2 separate regions of the Macaca mulatta genome follow, and region 1 is linked to region 2. Evidence: chromatin contacts called from public Hi-C data. All regions are on one chromosome and are shown on one strand. Each heading gives the region's core, a stretch centred on a gene start, on an enhancer-like site or on the middle of the called end of the contact. The rest is flanking DNA. Distances are from core to core; before and after follow the strand shown. Region 1 holds the start of ZNF432 (zinc finger protein 432). Region 2 holds the start of ZNF615 (zinc finger protein 615).

What was found. A called contact is a pair of places that touch in the nucleus more often than the background predicts.
Region 1: a contact with region 2 is called in a Hi-C map of cortical neurons, with 4 times the contacts expected there. The contact joins the promoter of ZNF432 here to the promoter of ZNF615 in region 2. A contact is called at or near these places in 2 of 14 Hi-C or Micro-C datasets (cortical neurons and liver).

The regions. Positions count from the first base shown.
Region 1 is chr19:64,252,806-64,257,541 of T2T-MMU8v2.0, reverse strand. It overlaps ZNF432 (zinc finger protein 432), which reads left to right and starts at 3,346. Exons shown (of 5, transcript XM_077981466.1): 1 at 3,346-3,586. LOC106994835 (a long non-coding RNA gene) reads right to left here and starts at 3,373. Exons shown (of 3, transcript XR_003725023.2): 1 at 2,937-3,373.
Region 2 is chr19:64,205,627-64,210,347 of T2T-MMU8v2.0, reverse strand. It overlaps ZNF615 (zinc finger protein 615), which reads left to right and starts at 1,433. Exons shown (of 5, transcript XM_077981312.1): 1 at 1,433-1,906; 2 at 2,330-2,367. The coding sequence starts at 2,365.

The DNA.
Region 1 (4,736 bases), core at 2,097-4,596, 45 kb before region 2:
GGGGGGGTGGATCACTTGAGGTCAGGAGTTTGAGACCAGCCTGGCCAACATGGTGAAACCCCGTCTCTACAAAAAATACAAAAATTAGGCGTGATGGCACACGCCTGTAATCCCAGCAACTAGGGAGGCTGAGGCAGGAGAATCTCTTCAACCCAGGAGGTGGAGGTTGCAGTGAGCTGAGATCATGCCACTGCATGCCATCCTGGGTGACAGAAACTTCCATAGTTCCTGAAAATGACCAGAGGTGTGATTCAAAATAAGATTGATAGATAGATAGGCTGGGCGTGGTGGCTCACACCTGTACTCCCAGCATTTTGGGAGGCAGAAGCGAGTGGATCACCTGAGGTCAGGAGTTCAAGACCAATCTGGCCAACATGGTGAAACCCCGTCTCTACAAAAAATATAAGAATTAGTTGGGCATGATGGTAGGTGCCTATAATCCCAGCTACTGGGAAGGCTGAGGCAGAAGAATCACTTGAATGCGGGAGGCGGAGGTTGCAGTGAGCTGAGATCTCGCCATTGCACTCCAGCCTGGGCGACAGACTGAGACTCTGTCTCAAAAAACAAAAGTTGAGACGGAGTCTTGCTCAGTCACCCAGGCTGGAGTACAGTGGCACGATCTCGGCTTACTGCAAGCTCCCCCTCCCGGATTCATGCCATTCTCCTGCCTCAGCCTCCTGAGTAGCTGGGACTACAGGCGCCGGCCACCACACCCGGCTAATTTTTTTTTTTTTTTGTATTTTTAGTAGAGACGGGGTTTCACCATGTTAGCTAGGATGGTCTCAATCTCCTGACCTCGTAATTACAAGCGTGAGCCACCACGCCCGGCAATTCCTAACCTTTTTAAAAAGGGGATTTAATACTCTCTAAATCACAATAAATATAAGTGTTTAGGGTACATTCTTGGAAGAATTAATTGATCTGTATTAAAATGGAGAAGAATGTAAGTTGTTGGGGCAGGTAGGGCCATGAGAGAGATCAGCACAAGACCAGCAGGTGGGGCACTGCATAGGTAGAGGAGGAAGATATGAAAAGACTCACAGGTGAGGCATCCTAGAGGGGATGTGGAGAAAAAGTAATTATTACACTTGATCTTAGCCAAAAGGCCGAGAAGCGATAGAAAAAGTAATTATTATGAGAGGTTCTGAAGTTTTTTGCTCTTGAGTGCCCTGTTATCTCTGTTCCTGTCACTCTTACAGTATCTTCAAAAAAGGCCACATGTGTCACTGAGGTTTTTCTGTAAAAGTAAATTCTTTTGGAAATATCTGAGGGGATTTGAGCTTTATATCTGTACTTACATTAGGCAAAATCTAATTTTATGGAGAAGGCCAAGATGAATACAGAGGAGATACTGGTAGGTTAAACCCCTAGGAATTAGAACAAATTTCTGGGAAATCTTCAGCATTTCGAGGCTGCAGAAGTTATGTGGTAAAGGCAAGATCTTCGAAGAGAGAACCAGACCCAGCTAAAGCTGAGTTATATGTGAAATAAACAGAGTTTTCCCAAAGAATATCTTTTATAAGATGAGAGAAAGGAGATGAAGTAGAAGAGAGACTGAGTTAGTCCTTCAGGATCGGAATCTGATAGATTGGACACTAGAGGAAGTTTAATGTAACTTTTTTGTGCTATCTAGATCTAGTTTTTAGGCCCTGGCTAGGGGCCAGTTAGTTCCTTTTCTAGAGTGGCCAATTAAGTTCACAACACCGGCCACAAGTGAGCTTTACCTTGTGGTATTTACCTTGCCCTAATCCTATCCCCATATCCTCTGCTCCAAGGTAGCCTTGAAAAGCAACCACCTTTTAACAACAGTAACAGTGAATATCTGCACCCTAGCAGATTATCTGCACTTAAGGGGGTAGAAATGGCTCTGAAAATGGCAGAAATGGCTCTGAAACACCCAAAAGCCTCCATCCCCACAGAATTTTCACTACTAAATGTGTTGCAGCCTGAATAGGTCTATTCTCATAGTATTTCTCTATTTGACTTGACTCAGCTTTATCTATGTGAACACTCCTACCCATAGGGCACTTGTCAAAAACAATCAGTGGCAATTGTTTAACACTAGAGTGTTTAGAGGAGTGACAGTGTGTGTCTGTGTGACAGATGGAAGTAGTAAGAGTGTACAGGGGAAAGGGGCCATAGGCATAAGATGATGGAACAAAGCCTGGAGTGTGGGGTATAGAGAGTGTAGGGGAAGGGAGAAGGCAGACAGGTAAAAGGAAAAAGAATGTTAAGTGTTGTTCAGCCTCAAGACTGACATGATGAAAATACCTTTATTGTGGTTTTTGTAAATTAGAACACATGCTTTATTATTAAAAAGAAAACACACAATTGAAAATGTTGACATTTTCATCCTTGCGTCTTCTAAAAAAACGTCACAAGGCATAACTTGTGGTAATAATTCTGTAGATATATGGACAATTTTAAAAAATAGTATTTTTTCATTGCAAAATATTCATTAGTGTCATATCATAGGCAGATCTCCAACTCCAGAATAATTCCCATGGTTATATTATGTTACATGGCAAAAAGGACTCTGCACTGTAATTATTAATCAGCTGCCTTCAGCATTGGGAGATTATTCTGGATTGCCCAAGCACTTAATAATAGGAGAAACCGGAGAGATGCGATAGTCAGAGGTTTCAAACATGAAAGGGATTTGACAATACTATTGTTGGCTTTAAAGATTCCTATCTTTAAAGGAGTGGGGGCAAGGAAACTGTGTGAAGGAAATTAATCTGCCAACCTAAATAATTCTAGAAAACGATCCATTTCCAGAGTCAAGAACAAAGCCAGGTGGTTTTGTTCTTCTAAAGACAATTCCACGGGCCAGTTCCACCGCAAGCTTCCCAGAGAGCATTCGTTCTGCCCTACGGACACCGAACTTCCCCTAAGATGGCCGCCCCCACAGTACTCCCGCCTGACGGCGCGGTTACCTGCAACGCACCGCTCGCTTATTTTTTGTTCTAATCCCGCTTGATTCAGTTTTTATACGGCCTCTAAAACGCTTCGCATTTAGAATAGTGATTGAGGTGCCCAGAGGTGACTTTAATTTTCCATTGAGTTGAGACGCCACAGCCATCAAGACCGTTAAGAACTGATGCCGCGCCTTTGTGGTAATAATGGGTTCCGGCCTTTGAGAAGTTTGCGCCGTTCACTAGCCCCTGCAAGGAGAAGATCAACTTATTCTGTTCCCTGTCTGTTCAGAGGACTTTACCCACACGCCATATCTGTCTGTGTGAACTCAAGCCTCTGATAATCTCTCCATTTTTCTGCCACGGCTGACGTGCCTGGAAATCGGACAGTTTTAAGAGGCCTCTGTCCACAGCGTCTCGCGGCTCCTGTGCCGTCTGTACGTCACGTACTCAAAGATGGCCGCCCCCAGAGCGGCGAGGCGACTCCGGCGCGGATGCTTCTTCTGAGGAAAAGCCGGAAGGCCGCATTCCGCTCTCCATGGAAACGCGGGTGACCGTCCCTTGAGGTTTAGTGGGGAGGGAGCTGGGCGAGGGGCCCAGAAGTGGAAGAACTTTAGGGAAGTAAGTTCAGTCTTTAAGAAGTCGCAGCGATTCCAGGGAGAGTAAGGTCAGTGTGTGGGTCAGGACGTGGAAACGCGGTGGGAGGGAGCATTCTGAGGGCGTCTGCGTTGTTGGCGGCGCTGTAAGGTGTAGGTAGCGCGGCAGTGTGGGGGAGGCGGGGGCGGGTGTTTTCTTTTGGAGGGGAGCTGGTAGGAGTCCCTGGTGGGTGTCTGTGATGGGATATCTTTGGGGGTCCCTCATGGAGGCTCTGGTGGTCAGTGATTAAAGGCCTGAGTAGATCTACGACCAAGAGTCCTGAGATCAGGGATTGTGGTCCTCGCGGGTCACTCCCCTGTGGGGCTCAGTGATTGAGAATCGGTGGGGTGGCTTTTTCAACTAATGTGACTTCTGTTTCACATTCTGGATTAATCTGAGGTTCAGTGATCGAGGAATCATTAAGGGAAGCCAGTGTACATGTGTATCTACTCCAGGTTTTCGTATTAATCTGGCGGGGTGGTGGCCTTTTGTGTAGAGACAAGTGAAAACTGAAGTATTTTCACAAGAGCCCTGGCAGGGTCTGTGTGTGTGTGTTGAGCTCAAACTTTGGCTGCTGGAACAGACTTGATGAACGTTAACATTTCCTAAAAGTTTCAGGTCCGAGTACCTCCTGCACGATGAGTTTTCTAATCCTCTGGCTTTCCACGACAACCCATGCTCTTGAACCTGCAGAAAATGAAAGTTTTGTTGGGGGGGCAGAGAGGGTGCGGATGAATAAGCTTTCTATTTACAGTATTTTTTTTATTACTGCTGCACAAATTAATAAGAGCCTATTTTTATCCTTCCTCTTGCAAATGTACTGCATATTTTTTATGGGTGTTTCAGGTTTTGTATGTTCGTATATAAAGGCGGCTATTTTCCCAGTATTTATATTTTTGAATTGTTTTCTAAATTTGTACTTATACCTCGTATTCCTTCTCTCTGTCTCCCTCTTTTTTTTTGATGTGTTTCTTGTTCTTCATATTGAAGTGTGTGTATAAACACTTTTTTTTTTTGAGATGGAGTCCTGCTCTTTTCGCCCAGGCTTGAGTGCAATGGCTGGGCTCACTGCAACCTTCGCCTCCTAAGTTCAAGCCATTCTCCTGCCTCAGTCTCCGAGTAGCTGGGATTACAGGTGCCCGCCATCACACCCGGCTAATTTTTTGTATTTTTAGTAGAGACAGT
Region 2 (4,721 bases), core at 184-2,683:
CTCTACAGAAAATTTAAAAATTAGCCAGGTGTGGTGGCGCCCACCTGCAGTCCCAGCTACTCAGGAGCCTAGGAGTTCCAAGTTACAGTGAGTTGTGATCTCCCCAGGCACTCTAGACTGGGCAACAGAGTGGACCTTGCCTCAAAAGAGAGACCAAAAAGAAAAAAGAAAAAAAAAAAAATATATATCTCATATACCGACGATGAGAAGAAGGTGAGAATAGGAAATGGAACATGGACTTTAGTTTGATAATTTCTCTGTATATTCATATACTGGTATCTGTATCACACACACAAATTCACACAGGCATTTCCTTTCCCTTATTCTTCTAATACACGAGGTTTGGTTGGATTTATATTTACAGTTCAGCATTACCATGACTTTGCGGATACTATTCGCAGTTGGCACACGTAGTATAATATGATCTCTTTCTTAACCTTTCTTTTCTTTTTTCCTTCCCTCCGCCCCCCCCCCCCCCCCCCCCCAGAAGGAGTTTCCCTCCTGTTGCCCAGGCTGGAGTGCAAGGACGTCATCTCGGCCCACAGCAACCTCCGCCTCCTGGGTTCAAGCGATTCTCCTGCCTCAGCCTCCCGAGTAGCTGGGATTACATGCATGCACCACCATGCCTGGCTAAGTTTGTACTTTTAGTAGACAGGGTTTCTCCATGTTGGTCAGGCTCGTCTCGAACTCCCGACCTCGGGTGATCAGCCCACCTTGGCCTCCCAAAGTGCTGGGATTACAGACGTGAGCCACCGTGCCCGGCCTCTTATCCAACCTTTCTTTCTCCCTGAAGTGGTCCTGTTCCCTTAATTTCTGGCCACTTCTCCTGAGTCCTGCCCTCATATTTGGCTCCACCTGGGTCCCAGGCTCTCCCCTCCGCCTTGGGAACTATACTTTCTGGCTTTTACTGGCTTTTCCCCATGCCTTTCACCCAACATAAATTTGGCACGTTCCAACCGTTTTCATTACCTAGTCTGTGACTGCTACCCCTGTTCCGTCAGCGTAGCTAGCAGCCCTCTTCTGCGTTCAAAAGGCGCTTCAGGCCACTTTCTGCTAGAAATCCGGCCAAAGGGCGGACGCGTCCCTTCTTGGTCGGTTCTCCTTTTCCCTCACAAGGAACTGTTTCCTAACCTTTGTACAAAATGTAAACGTCGCGGCCATCTTAGCCTTCTAGTCAGCTGGTGAAAGGGATTTACCTCCACGCCATTTTTGTCTTGTGTAAACTGGAGGTTCTGTATATGGACCCGTATTTATGAAGGGTTGAGGTGCCAGGATATGGAACAGTTTCAGTGCCCTTTCATCTTCCCGGTCACCTCCGGTCACCAGCGCCAAAACGGCCCCTTTGCCTTGTGTACGTCAGATACTCAAAGATGGCGGCCGCCACGGCGACGAGGGCGCGGCCATGTTGCATCTGCGCAAACGCTGGGAACGCCTCCTACCTTCGGTAGGCAGTGAGGAGGCCGAGAGATGAGGCCAGAGCCGACCAAGTTCTGGGAAGTAAGTTCAGTCACTGGGCGGTCGCTGTGGTGACGGGGGGAGGAAATTCTGTCCGTGGCCGGGCGTGTTCGTTGACAGTGGTGATGGACCGGTGTCTGTCGGCGCCAGCGTTTGGCGACGCCAGTGGAATTCTTTCAGGAGCTTAGCGTGGGTGCGATTCCTATCGCAGGGGAACTATAAGGAGTCCGTGATAGGGTGTGTGTGTGTGTGTGTGTGTGAGAGAGAGAGAGATCCGGGTGCCTCTGGGACCAGTCACAGGGTCCTCGTGTGGTTTGTGGTTAAAGATCTCTAGAGATCAGCTACTGAGTGCCCAAGTCACATTCTGTTGTCTTTGCTGTTGTCCTTTGGCGGGGCTCAGTGATTGCGAACTGCAGGGTTTGTTTTCTCAGCGAATCGGTTTCTGGTTCAGGTTTGTTTGGGACTAAATGATTGAGGAACTGTCTTGGGGGTTAAGGTATGGAAGTTTCTGATCCAGGTTTTGGAATTAATCCGAGTGACGGTGGTGGTAGCGCTACAGATTCCGATGTGGGCTGCAACTCTGGAGGCCTGGGATCCATGGCAGGTGGTGGGTTGAGCCCCAGTCCTGGCTGCTGGAACAGAGTTGATGCTCGTTAGCATTCCCGTTCTGCCAAAGACCCTTCTCCACGACTGGTTTTTAAATCCCCTTTGGCACCCTCCATCACCCCTTGGTGATGAATCCTCGGAAATGGAAGTTTTTGGCGAGATCAATCATCTAGCATACCGAAAAGTAGTATGTTTTATATTTAAGATGCGGCTTCTACCCTTTGTCCTGCAAGTTACCAGTGTCTTCCTCTTGGATATTTCTTTTCAGGTTCTTTCTGACACAAGTAATATAACATCTCTGCCATGGTAAGCTCGGTTACTCAAAGACAACCTTTGTCAAATTTTTAGAATATTTCAGTTTTAGACGTGTATGTTATGTGCTTAATATTCATAATTCAGATAAATTACATAAATGGTACTATTTTCTTTTTCGCTTTATGTTATGTAATAAACATTTACAAGTTGTTTTTACTGTTTGAGCCGGTGGTACTATAAGTGCATTCACATTAAGTTTATGCATACGATTGGATAGAAGTGAAATGTTTTAAAATGTTTAGGTATCATTTTTAGGAACGTTTTATGGTTATCCATTTATCCACGAATTTTGTTTTTCCTGCCTTTAATCTTCAATCTAGACTATTACTTTTATTGCAGTGTATTGCTTTCTGACTCCCCTTTCCTTATAATTTATAACAAAAGATAAATTAATTTTAAATATTTACTTTATAATTGGTCATCTTACTTAATTCTTAGTATTACAGTATTTTTCTCTCTGCCTAACATATTTTTATGTGAAAATTTTTGAACCTATGGAAATATTGAAAGAAGTTTGAGGTTACTATCAGTATGTCTACCACCTAGCTTTTACCATTAACATTGTATTAGATCCGCTCTACTGGTTTTCTAAGTATTCATCCATTCCTCTGTTTGTGAATCATTCCTTATTTGTTGTTGATTTTGGTATATTTCAAAGTAAGTTACAGACATAAGTACCATTCCTCTAAATAATTCTGTATATGATCAATTAGAATTATTCTACTAATAGCCTTTTTTTTTTTTTTCTTTTGAGATAGAGTCTCACTGTGTCGCCCAGTCTGAAGTGCAGTGGTGCTGTCTCGGCTCACTGCAAGCTCTGCCTCCTGGGTTCATGCCATTCTCCTGCCTCAGCCTCCCAAGTAGCTAGGACTACAGGCACCCGCCACCATGCCCGGCCAATTTTTTTGTAATTTTAGTAGAGACAGAGTTTCACTGTGTTAGCCAGGATGGTCTTGATCTCCTGACCTTGTGATCCGCCCGCCTCGGCCTCCCGAAATGCTGGGATTACAGGCGTGAGCCACCATGCCTGGCCACTAATAGTCTTTTAATTGCTTTCTTTATTTACTTAATAAGGAAGCATCTGATTTACAGATAATTTTGGTTAGGTATAAAGTGGAGTAAAAGTGGATTTTGAAGTGAAACAAACCTGAATTTTCAGTCCTGATTCTGCTTCTTGCTCATTGTGTGATTGGCATAACTTGTGTCTCTTTCCTTGTTGGCCAAAAGAGGAGTTAAACATCTTTTCTCCACGGTTATTTCTGAGGATTATTTATGGTTTTGTCTTTTGTAAAATTTGTACATATATTCATTTTTTCTCTCCCTTTCTCCCGCCTTGTTTCTCTCTTTTTTCTGTTAATGAAAACATTTAAAGCCATAAACTTATATTACTGAGCTACCATCAGCGATTTTATTTTAAGTGTAGAATGCTAATATTTTTCGGACGTAAACCTGTGTTTTCCCCATGAAAAATCCAGTGAAGAAAGTAAAAATGGCCTGTCAGATAGCACACTTTTGCCAATATTACCTTTTCAGAAAGTTCTAGAAATGGGGTTTTGGGTTACCAGGGGTACCTTTACTGGCAATTTTCAATAGAATGTTAAATTATTCCCAGAATTATTCTGCTCTTAATACTGACTCTTGATCTGTATATGCTTTAGGAGGATATAAGATTTTTCTATTTAAATTTTGTATCCAGCCACCTGACTAACGGAATACAGACATTTTAAGCAAATACTGATAATTTGCCCCTTATATTCAAAAGTCATCTTTGATGATTTTTTATACCGCATTCTACTGAGTAGCATTCTAGACCCAAATTCTCAACTCTGCCATTGTAATGTGACAATAGTCTGAGACGAGATGTCATGGAATGCATCTAGCTGTGTTCCCATAAGACTTTATTGGTGGTTCAGGTCCTGGATACTATATTACTGACTGTTGATTTAGGTGACGATATGGCTTTTCTGCACTAATTCACAGTTGGGCAACTAGAGCCCATGGACTAAATCTCCCAGCGCCTGTTTCTGTTAATAAAGTTTTGTTGGGACTTGGCCACAATCATTAGTCCGTTTTTTTTGTATATGGGCATTTTTGAGCTAGAGTTGAGTAGCTGCCACGGAAACCATAGACCTCTCTTTTAATGTGGAAATAATTTTTTTTAAATGAGTTTTATTGCTGACACTATTGATTACGAATAACATATAAACTTATTTGTTAATGTTATGGTAATTAGTATTTTTTACTCTTCTGCTATGCAGACATCTTAAAATACTTCTTCGTTTGCCATCTTCCTACTTTATATGTTCTTATGGAATATTTTAACACTATATATGTTAAAACTTCAG